2 separate regions of the Mus musculus genome follow, and region 2 is linked to region 1. The links are chromatin contacts, called in public promoter capture Hi-C maps. All regions are on one chromosome and are shown on one strand. The core of a region is the stretch at or near the end of the contact, and the rest is flanking DNA. Distances in the headings are between cores, read along the strand shown.

What was found. Capture Hi-C pulls out chosen DNA fragments and counts their contacts.
Region 2: a promoter capture Hi-C map of adipose tissue shows a contact between it and region 1. The contact joins two enhancer-like sites. A contact is called at or near these places in 5 of 484 Hi-C or Micro-C datasets (CD4 T cells, cerebral cortex, embryonic stem cells and 2 more), 4 of 115 datasets of contacts at active chromatin or transcription factors (double positive thymocytes, embryonic fibroblasts, embryonic stem cells and 1 more) and 3 of 9 other capture datasets (adipose tissue, liver and pancreatic islet).

The regions. Positions count from the first base shown.
Region 1 is chr1:57,803,045-57,808,996 of GRCm38.p6, reverse strand. The region is part of intron 2 of Spats2l (spermatogenesis associated, serine-rich 2-like); the gene reads right to left. Among named protein-coding and RNA genes, the nearest start is that of Spats2l, 31 kb to the right of the region's middle. Within about 2 kb of position 3,351, at least 6 of the 459 cell types and tissues checked have an H3K27ac peak or open chromatin away from gene starts, as enhancers often do. A contact at or near this core is called in adipose tissue, where this site is marked.
Region 2 is chr1:57,847,567-57,853,518 of GRCm38.p6, reverse strand. The region is part of intron 3 of Spats2l (spermatogenesis associated, serine-rich 2-like); the gene reads right to left. Among named protein-coding and RNA genes, the nearest start is that of Spats2l, 76 kb to the right of the region's middle. Within about 2 kb of position 3,423, at least 63 of the 459 cell types and tissues checked have an H3K27ac peak or open chromatin away from gene starts, as enhancers often do. A contact at or near this core is called in adipose tissue, where this site is marked.

The DNA.
Region 1 (5,952 bases), core at 2,102-4,601:
TAGCACAGGTCAAATATAGTAACAAGCCTCCTCTAATATGAAACAACACGTTGCTATCTCGCTTACACTTAAACTTTATGTTTTACAATTTTTTGATTCTTACAATTTAGTAGGTATTAGTTTCCTCTCTTCAGAGAATCATTTAGGAAGTTTAGTGTACTGGTTAGGAATGTGGGTATATGCTGGTAATCTCAGCACTTAGGAGGAGTAGGCTAGAGATCACGTGTTGAAGGTTATCCTCAGCAAGTTAGAGGGCAACCTGGGCTACGAGGATTTTCTTTTTCCAGCAAAACAAAACAAAACACAAGGACAGTGACAGTGAAGTTAGGTGGTCTTGTTTTGAGTTCAGGCTAAATGATCCTACACAGGCCACTTAAGCCTATGCTTCCGCACGTACCAGCGTCTGTAAAGCAGGACAATATCAATAGTGTCCAGCCACAGGCCTGCTGCACGGGCATGAACTGCGGTCATACGTTAAGGCAGCTGTAATGGACTCAAATCAGCCATGGACACAAAGGCCTACATGCAAACACCCAAGAAAAGTCAGCGCCACTCAGCACCAGAGCTGAACAGTTTACAGCCACAGGAGGAATTCTTATTTTTAACAATGATGCTGCAACTCTGATTCATAATTTTACCAGAGAACAGATTATATATTTTTTTTTCACAAAAGCGAAATGCATGATAAAAGGAAACCTCTACTTGGATAGAATGACTCAAGCGGAAGAGGTGGAGCAAGAGTTCAAGTGTAGCTTCTTGAGAGAACCCCATTTATTTCTGTTCCCATAAAAATACCGTGTGCAATTTAAGTACTCGTAGGCACTGTACGCTAAATGTGTATCCTGTGGTGGCTGTCAGAGCCTGCTTCCCATAGCTGTCTTCTCACTCACACAAAGCAGTGCCTCTGGGGGGAGGGGTCCTAAGTGGGGGAAGGGCTGCGTCGCTGCCTGTGAGCACTCTGAGGGGGTACAGCACACACCTCTGAATGCTGTGGGAAAGAGGGCCTCATCCAGGGAAGGAGTGGGCTGGGGAGCCAGCAGCAGCACCCCAGGAAACAGGCTTTCTTGTTTAGTAAGACGGGGGGGGGGGTGACACTGGGGACAGGGGGGCAACAGACAGACCCAGGTGACACAGAGAGACCTAGGTGACACCCAGGTGACACTGGAGACAGGGAGCAACAGACCCAGGTGACACTGGGGACAGAGAGCAACAGACCCAGGTGACACTGTGGACAGGGAGCAACAGACAGACCCAGGTGACATTGGGGACAGAGAACAGCAGAGAGACTCAGGTGACACTGGGGACAGGGAGCAACAGAGAGACTCAGGAGACAGGATGGGTAGAAAAACCCCAGGAAACTAAGTAATCAAAAAATGAGAACCAACCTAAAGATTATACCAAAATAGGAGACCCAGGGAGGAACAGGGAAGAGGAGAGGAAAAGGGAGGGGAGAGAAGAGGAGGGGAAAGAAGAGAAAGGGAGAGAAGGGGAGGGCGGGGGAGAGAAGATCTACAGCAGAGAAAGCCAAAGAAAAGAAAATTCCACAACACACAGAGAGAGAGAGAGAGAGAGAGAGAGAGAGAGAGAGAGAGAGGGAGGGAGGGAGAGGGAGAGGGAGAGGGAGAGAAAGATTGAGAGAGAGAGATTGAGAGAGAGAGAGGAGTTGAGAGAGATTGAGAGAGAGAGAGAGAGAGAGAGAGCCCACAGGAGTGAACCATAAAAGACCACCCTTGTGACGTTTTCATCACATGGGTGATGAGTCAGGCAGCCATGGCGCAGGACTCAAAGCTGCCATCTGCAAACGGGTAATGTATGCTCAAGGTTCTTTCTGGGAAGTGAAGAAACAAGTCTGGTCTGAAAGGTTCATAGGGTGAGTGAACTGTGAAAGAACCCAGCAGGAGTGTTTCGGGCCCCTCTGCCACAGGGTTACAGGTGAAAAAGGAGAGCATACTTTAAGCAAGGACAGAGAAAGTGCGACATATGGACTGTCATTAGTTGATCAGTTTGCAAGCCACAGATGAGAAAGAACAATTCTCCTGCTCCTTGTGGATATTTTGCTAGAAGCATCTGAACAGGACAAATCTCTTCGTGTTATTATCTCTCCCTTTGCTCTGGCTTGTGTGCAGGCGATACTGGAGACTGAGCTGGGGCCTTACGCACTCCAGGGACACATCCACAGCCAATTACTTAAGTTCTCAAGAACAGACTTTGTTACTACACACAAGTTTTGTGTATGTGGAAGGGGGAATATATGTGCGGGGGTGGGGGGCATGTGTACAGTTCCTGTGTGCACGGAAGCAATGGGCCAAACTTGGCTGTCACTACTCCGGCATCCTCCTTTTCTTTTTTTCTCTTTTTTGAGACAGAGTCTCTATTTGGCCTGGAGTTCAGCAAATGGGCTTATTGACCAATGAGCCTCAGGCTTTGCCTGTCCACTAAGTCAAGCACGAACCACACACCTGGCTGTTTTATTTGGGTTTTCAGGATTAAATTCAACTTTTCATGATTATAAGGCAAATTACTCCACTGCCTGTCACCCCAGCTCCCAAACAAGCCCTTAAAATCCCAAAATAGTACCCATAGAAACTTATTTGTGGGGCTGAGATGGCTTGGTGGTTAAGAGCACTGGTAACCAATTGTAACTCCAGTCCCAGGGCATCTGACACCGTTTTGGCCTCTGCAGGCACCGCGCACATGTGGTGCACAGACACACATGCAGGCAAAATGCCCATACACATAAAGATACATAATAAAAATTGTAAAGAGAATCTTATTTATGACTACTAAACATAAAAAGCAAACTGTGTTTTAGGCACTCAATCTATTCTGAGGTGTGTTCTTCTGTAGAATGACTAATTAAATATAATTTATGTTAGCTAAGCCAGGTGATACCTTGCACAGATCATTAACCACATCTCATTAAGAACTTTCTATATCTCCGAATCCTCAAACATTCTAAGGGGGTGTGATATAGATGAATAATTATGTTAAAGGGAAAGTATTAAAGGATGTCCCTTAAGGCTCTTTAAAGACAGCTCTTAGGAGCATAAACAGGAAGCATAATACAAGGTTATGAAGAATGGCAGAAAAACCGACTGTGGCCTATTTCCATAACGAAGCACAGAAAAAAATGACTTCCATTAAGTTAAAATGAACTGTTATTTCATTAAGCAAGTGTCTTTATTTACTCTTTGCTCTCTCTATGATAATAACATGTATTGTTTTAGAGTCCACAGTTCATTTTTTTAATTTAGGGAAAGGAGGAAATCGTATCCCCTAAGGAGCAGTTTTCTGGCTGACACAGTTTGGCACACTTGGAGGGTGAAGTAGTCTCCATACTTGAATCTTTATTGAACCTTCTGTCCCTGAGATACAGAAAGAACTCTCTGACCCGCAGTCAGCAGGGCACGCACCCTCACGTGCTCCTTCTGTGGGCTTTAATGATAAATGTATGCAGAACGGCCCTCATTTGGTCACTGGTTTTGTGTGACCAGTGGCGCACACCCTGAAGATGCCTGGCCCTGGGAGAGAAGGCATGAAGCAAAGAAGATCGCCTTGCACACGTGTTACTCAGCCGGGACCTCCTTCCGGTCTTTTACAGCCCACTAGCTGTGGCTACCATGTTACCCACTTGGTTACTTGTTTCTTCATCATTGGGATCCACACATTGGATGATCTCAATTTACCCAAGTTGGCTCCTAACTCCAGAGTTAATGTGGTTCAGCATCATCTATCCCTATAAACAGATCTCCAACACACAGATCACAGATGGGCTGACCCGAATATATTCCTTCACACGGATGAACATAGTGACGAAGTATTCTTGTATTCCAGATGGTGGGCACAGCGCTGGGAGGACCCAGAATGAAACAGACACAATGTCAGTCGCTAGTCTGTCTCCGGATAGCTGGATATGCTGTGTCCTACCATAGGGAAGGAAGGAGACCGGCAGCTGATAATCGGAGCTAGCCCTACAGGACAGGGCTACACATCTCCTCCTTTTGTGACTATTCTGACTAAGCCACAAATGTCCAGAGTGCTCTTCAAATTTTTATTTTCAGAAAAATTTGCAAGCTTCATAAACTATTTTTATGCCCCAAAATGTTAATTTGTAGATACTTCTTTGAAAGGAAAAAAGAACATTCCTTTGAGCTTTTTTTCCCCCCTCAGTAACAAGGAATGCCAGTCGGCCTTATATTGGCATTCTGTCAGCTTCTACAGGCAAGAAAGCTCAGGGTTTGAGCAAAACCACCAAGGTGCCTTTGCTACTGACTGTGGCTGGCCCGGAGTTCAAAGGTTAACCTCTGAGAATGCTCTATCCCTCCCCTTTCATTTCCCTCTTAAGTAACCTCCAAATACCAAGGATTAGAGACCCAGGGTGCAGAATCTTTCCATCACAGACCTGAAAAACTGCAAGTTATTGCTAGTGCTGGTCTCTCAAAGCATTAGTCAGAACACCTGCAAACCTCTGGCAGCCAGATTCCCACAGGTGTTCAGCCTTTCAAGACTCGGTTCTTAAAACTGCCAAATAAACCATTCTTATAACCAGTGTGAGACTCTGTCTTGATAATGTATGGAAAGAGCTGGCTATGAAGTATGGACTAGGGATGACATTATAGCTCTAACCTCTAGAAAATTGAAACTGGAGGAGTATTTGGCCTCATCTGCTTCTTTGATGGAATGCTTTCTCAGGAAAAACATTTCTGTTGATAGAAAGACGAACAATATAGAATTTGGCTTTTTTTAAATATGTATACATACTTAGAAACAACAAATTTTGGTGCTCTTAAATGTTAAAACTGAATGCCCCCACACACCAAATCAATGTAAGATACTGTTTAGGAAAATATTTGGAAACATTTGACTTGTTTGGAAAATATACATATTTTTCTGACATGTGTCCACTTTCAGAACCTCCATTCTTGATACAGTACAAGTGATTGCTTGAGCCCTGGCATAACAGGTGCTAGGTACTGAGTCCTCGGGTGATTCGAGGAATGGCTGCACACAGTAGACCTCTGCCTAGGAGTGATGAGGAGTTTTTCATAGTTCACAAGAGAAGACAGTCAAGGTCATGGAGCGGTGACCTGTGATATAAAGTCTCTATGCGTCTATGTTATCTTCTTTGCCTTTGGCAAAAGTTTTAGGGTAAGCCAGGCTCTTTGTCGAGGAAAGCACCTCCATTAGGAATGTAAAATCTGGGCCAATGCCTCCTTCTTCACAAGAGGTAAGTGAGAATTTTGATGTGGAAGTAAAGGCAAACTTTAGAGATGGCAACCCACATCCAGGAAGTTCCGAATCTCATCCCAGGATCATTCTAGAAACTAGTGAGAGCGATTTGAAACCCAGTGTCCACATCAGAAAGAGAATGAGAAGCCCAGACTCAGTTACGGGATGCTGTAACTTATCTAAAAGCAACATTCCCAATGTATCTGTGTTTATTATTTTACTATTCATTACTGATGTTCCCTAAGGAAAGCTGAGCCACTAGCAGCCATGTAGCACCAGTACCACTTGAAGGACGAAGATCATGGGTATCCTGAAATTTCATAAGATGGCTAAGATGTACCAGGTGAGAACTCCAAGCATTGCATTCACACGGCATGACAATGTCCCTCAGCTGAGGCGGGCAGGTTAAATCGAGGCCAATCAATCAGAGCTGAATCAATTAAACTCCCCCTTGAGAAGCTTCAAACTAGGGAACCCCCGCGCCCCAGCATCTGAAAGCCATTACTACTTAATCACATCAACATCGATGCCTTATTAGAGAAGACACCCTCCACCTTTTTTGCTTTGTTTCTGAGGCAGGGTCTCTAATTGACCCAGAGCTCAGCAAATCAACTAGGCAGCTGACCAATGAGCCCCAGGGTTTGTCTAGCTCTGCTAGGATGACAAGTATGTAGCATACATCTGAATGGTTTTATTTGGGTTTTTCTTTAGAGTTTTAGCACT
Region 2 (5,952 bases), core at 2,174-4,673, 44 kb before region 1:
CACTTTCTTGTGTTCTTTCTGACTTTTGGCATCAAGCATCCCTACGTCCAGAGAAGACACATGTATAACACTGTTTGCAAAAATGTTTTTGATTTCTTCCACTTTCTTTTAAACCTAGGTCTTAAGTAAAATATAAATTTTGATTTAATACCTTTTGCCAGTTTTTGGATGAAAGCTTGACAATATCCATTGTAGACTCTAGTATCACTTCAATTATTCTCAAATAGGAATCTGTTTAGACATATTATCAAATTCTGGAAACAATCAGGTTTTATTTTTAGAACTTTCCAAAGAGCGCTGCCAACTGACATGTGCATTTGGGCATGCTAGCCAGAGGCCCTGCATACTCCCTCCCGGGAAGGCGGTTCTCGAAACTTGCTTTGCACAGACAGCCACCCCACTGAAAAATACCTCTTACCTCTTTCGTTTGGCAAATGCTATGCCCCCAAAGTTGGCATGAGGGAGACAGCAAATGTACTAGCTGGCAAATCAGACTTCCACTTTTTTCTGGCTTACTCCTGCCCTTGAATGGTTCCAGGAAACAATTATTCTCTGGTTGTCTCTAACAATGAACAGGGAAGCTGGGCAGGGATTTTCTGATTATAGCCATGGAAAGTGAAACCTTCATCGGCACTATGCCTGCAAGACATCTACAGAGAGGGCACTCAGCAGACACCAGTTTGGTTGTCTTATCTAGATGGAAGTTCTGGCATTACGTAAACATCTCCGGTTACCTAGCTTTTTTGGGTGTGTGACTGTGTACATATGGGCGGGTCACTAAGACATACACATACAGAGCTACGCAGGAAGTGAATGGTGACACCTGCTTTGGTGTCATTTGATAGGAAAAGCCTGTGAGCCAGAGCTACGCCAGCTGGCTTTTCTCGACACATCTACTTTTACCATTATAGACCTGTGAAACCTGGTGGAAGAAGTTTGGTTTTGTTTTGGCATTTGGGCTTTAAAGTTTAGATTTGATATGTAGCATTTTCTGAAGCTGAAGAGTTATAATCCGTAGGGGAGCCAGGGAGAGATCCCAGTGAACAGATGTTCCTAAGTTCTAAGAAAGTGGCACCAGTGCTGATGGTAAGATATGTTCACAAGATAAGGCTCGTGCATGACACCAACACACACACGCACACACACACACACACTCCTGCTTGGCAATTTCTCTGCTCACTGACCTCACAGTACAATCCAACAGAGGCTCTTCTTAAGTACTAATGCCAGTAGGATTCTGTTTTTCCATGAAAGGCAATACTGGCTACAAATGTGGATTGGGGCTATGTAGGCTTCTCAGATGTGAAGACAGGAATAATGGTAGGAGCTGGTCCTCACCCCGGCCCTGTGTGAAGGGCTTCCCCTGCAGGGTCTTCTTTCTGTGTAGATTCTAGTGTCCCTTCCAAACCACATCTTTCTGTTGGCTGGTATACACTAGAAGGTTGGGAAATTGCCCAGATCTCCAATTATAGAAACTAATTGAAGGGCTTCAAGCTAAACAGATCAAAATTTTACTTTGCCTTTAAAAATTATGAGTTAAGTCGCTAGCTACGAAGTTGGGTTCTACTGATCAGGATAGCCGCTGGGGGCACCATGGGCTGGTGAGGGAGAACTTCGGCTTCACGCTCACACACACACACACACACACACACACACACACACACAGACACACAGACACACACACACAGACACACATACACACACACACACAGAGACACACATACACACACACACAGACACACACACACATATACACACACACACAGACACATACACACACACAGACACACACACACAGACACACAGACACACACAGACACACACATACACACACACACATACACACACACACAGACACATACACACACACAGACACACACACACAGACACACAGACACACACAGACACACACATACACACACACACATACACACACACACACACACACAGACACACAGACACACACACATACACACACACACACACACACAAGTGTTTGCGCCTTTCAGTTGGTGCTGTCCTGCCTGGTGCTCAGAAGCACACTTGGCCTCTGCAATGCTTCGTGCACCATGGGAGCAGACTCATTCCTGTCTCCTGTGAGGATGAACTGTGTTGTGGCCTCAGCCTTTGAGACTCTGTTTCCTGCTATGAACTGCATCTGACCAGTCAGTCTCTTTAATCTCAGCCTTGTTTACTCTCGATAGTAAAGGAACATGCCCTCCAAGAGACCCATTTTTACCAGCCTGCCTATGACAAAGGCCAGCATCCAACCATGGGAACCGACAGCCCCACAAGCTGCAGACAGAAGCCTTCAGTGTTGAATTGGTCCTTTGGTGAGTCTTTAGAGACAAAAGGTCTTCCCAATTCCTCTAATCCTTGCTTGGTTATGACACCTGGTAGTGTATTATGGATCAATGTGATGCATGATTCATTCCTTAACATTTGTTGATCACAAGAGCTTCAAGTCTACAAGGCAGAGAGAACTCTGAATTCTTCAAAGAAAAAACTCTCACTTGGTTTCTAATTTTTATTAGCACTTGAAGCTATTCTTGGAACAAACAGTGTTACTGGGGCCTAACTGTAGGCTTGTACCGCATATGGCACTGGTCAATGGTGAGCTACATACAGGTTGGCATATGACACACATGTGATCTGTGGAAGAGGCTGCACAATATAGACATGTGTACATGTACTCCATGATGCTTGTACAACAATGAAGTTGCCTAATGATTTTTCCTCAGCATTGGTGTTCTGAGACATAACAACTGTACTCTAGTCTACGAAACCGTGTTCCCGGCCAGTCTATCAGCCAGCACAAAGACGCCCCAAAATCTAAATGCTGTTATTCACGTAGCGTTTCAAAAGCTTAGTTAATGTTTTAAGATTTTTTTTCTTAAAATTATAACTTGGATAGCTATAATACCATTTTAAATATGTTTTATCATATATTTTAGTATATACCCTAGACAAAAATAAAGACCACGAAAGTTGTAAAATACTTATTAGGCAAAGACATCAGTCACAAAGGAAAGAATTCACCACTTTAATATATCATCTCCACACTCCTCCAGAGTAAAATTAATAAAACATAAATATGGTTAACACGGACCACTTCAGGCATGAAGTTCTATCAAACTGAAGTACCCGCTGAGTGATGCCCTTACTTAGCATGCCTTAATGCCATTCTGAAACCTGCGAGCTTCCAAACAAAAGGAAACATTTTTATGAGAAATAAAGCCGAGTAGTAGGAATCCTGACAAATATATTTACCTTAGCATTTCTAATTGGCATAATTCAATGAAGTTTCCTGGGTATGTCAGTGTGATCAACTGCCTACTCCCAAGTTCACATATTTGTGTTTCTCCTGCAGTCATGGAAACAGGAAAACTTCCAAGAGTGTCCTGAGATGCCTGGCTGATTAGCATTTGCCCTGGCTCTCTGTGGAGGCCCTGATGGGACTTGGTTTCACTTTTGTTTCTCTGGAACCCAGGATGGCTCTCCGGTTTAGTTTCTTGTTCTCAGGTTGTTCACACTGTCTGAAGTGGCCTCGGAGAACCAGAGGTAGCCAGGAGAGAAACTTAAGAAAATGATCTTAATGACTGCTACTGAGGCACAATTTGTAAAAAAACAAAAACAAAAACAAAAAAACATAACAATCAGACTGTTTATCTGGGGATATTGCTAGAGTAATAAGTTATCATTGTGAGTGGACAGTAAGTGTCCTAACTTCATGATGGGACAGGTTAGAGACCCTTCAGGTGTCTTGCCTAATGACCAGAAACTCCTCAACTGAGGTATTTGGAAAAGAGAGGTTTGGGTGGTCCAGAGGAGCTGAGGTTGTGATTGAAAAACAACTGCTCTCCAGCTCGATGTCCCATATAGCTGCTCTGGAATGTGCTAGAAATATAAAATAGTTCCAGGAATTTACAGACTTAACACAAAAAGAATATAAACTGTCTCATTCATATTTTTATATTGCCTGTATGTTAAAATAATAAAATAGATAAGTTAAGCAAAGCATAGTACCCAATTTTTAAATCCATTCCTTTTATTTATATATTTCCTTTAGCATGTCTACTACAAAATTCAAAATCGTGTCTGTGGGCATGCATATGTTCTACTGCAAAGTACTGTACCAGAGCAGTGGTTCTTGGGGATGGGGGTTCCCCAAGGAATGTCCTCACCACTGAGGACTTGTTAGAAATGCAAATAGTCTGCCACATGACAGACTGGGTGACTCAGGAGCTGGGCTGAGGGAGAAGGAAGGTGGCAATCAGGGTTTCAGCCAGGCTCATGGTCAGAGACCCCACAGAAGCCTGGATGGATAAACAGGGTTATTTCCTACGAACTGAAGCGTGGTGCTTTTGCTAAGGTTATCAATATCATTTAGCACACTTACAGAGAGCTCGTAATGTGTCAGGACTCTGCTACATCTAGACCCAACTCATTTGGTTTTTGGGTTATTTTTTTTAAATTTTTATTTATCCCTCTTAACTTCGAGGTAGAAACTAGAACTCGTTTCATTCTATACTTGTGAGCACTGAGCACAAAGAGACTAAGTCAAAAACCTGCAAAAAGTTAAGAGGACCGAGACTCAAACCGAGCCCTGCTGCCTCAGCTCACAGTAACTGTCAGAGTTCGGGGACTCTGAACTATCGTACCAACAGTCTTGAAGGTCCCACTTTTTGCCAAAAGAATGTCCACCGGTCTTCCTGAATAGGAACATCTTAAGAGACATCTGCAGTTTTTCTTAGTTCAGGGCATGCTATTACCTTTGAAAGACTGACTCATTTCATCTTCCACCTGACATCCATCATCCCAGAGCGACATGCAGTAGGAGTAGATAGGAAAGGAGCCAGGCTTGGGCAGGGGAGCTGAGGAAGCCGCACTTGTCTGTAAAGGATGCCTTTCATCCTGACAGGGCCTCATGTAGGCCTGGCATGTGAGCCTCAGGTCTCTGAGTGCGGAGAAAAGGTGGATGTATTCAATGACCTTTACAGTCCTTTGTAGCTCCTGGGCACTGCAAGTCAGAAAAGGCACCCGGAGTTGATGGGGACTCTTAGAGTGGCGGGAAGCTGACCATTCACCTGCAGAAAGGGCACGGGCTTGATGTAGCAGGCTACTTCTCTATGTAGATCACCTTCCAACTAGTTCAGAGACTCACTGTCCAGTCTTCCATGCACAGTGGGGTGCTTGCATGCCAACCGAGGAGGAAAATACTTATTCTTTTGTGAAGTGGAGAGTTGATCTGCATTTACTACCAGGAAGGGTTCCTCTTGCCTGAACTTCCCTCTGGTGCTCTGGGCCAGTGTCACCTCTCTGCACTTATTAATTATTGAGGTCTCAGATTTACAATCTCATGGGTTCTTTTTTTTTTAAGTTCTCATGCTTTTAAGGTTGCGTATAGAGCCCTGTTCCTTAGAGGAAATTCTCTTTGTTAAGAACGAGGATATACAAACAACGAGACAGCATGGTGACACAAATATGAATTTTGTAGGGCAGTACTTCCTTGGACATTTTTGTTTAATTTGGAGGAAAAAAACCCTCAAGGTTGCATTTTTATTCAAAGACACTTCAATGTACTCAACCCACTGTTAGCACAGCTTCACTGAATAGCATTTTAAGGGCAAATGTCAGGAAAAAATGTTCACATTTAAAAGCTTTGGCTCAGCCTCTTTTGAAAAGCAGGGTTAGCCTTTCCTTTAGAAATGTCTCTGCCTACTAAATTCTTTGTGGGGGGAAGAAAGAAAATTGAATGTTTTATTTAAACAGGTCATTAACAGTCAATACTTATTTGAAAAGGCCTGCTTTCAGAGGCAGATAAAAGCCTCCAGTCACTTAGAATATCACTTGAGCGGATCGAGGGCAGGATGTGCCCATGCGAATTTCAGACCTTTCTGGGAGAAATGTCTTCACCAACAGACAGGTGCTCATGTGGGCAGGAGGGTCCTG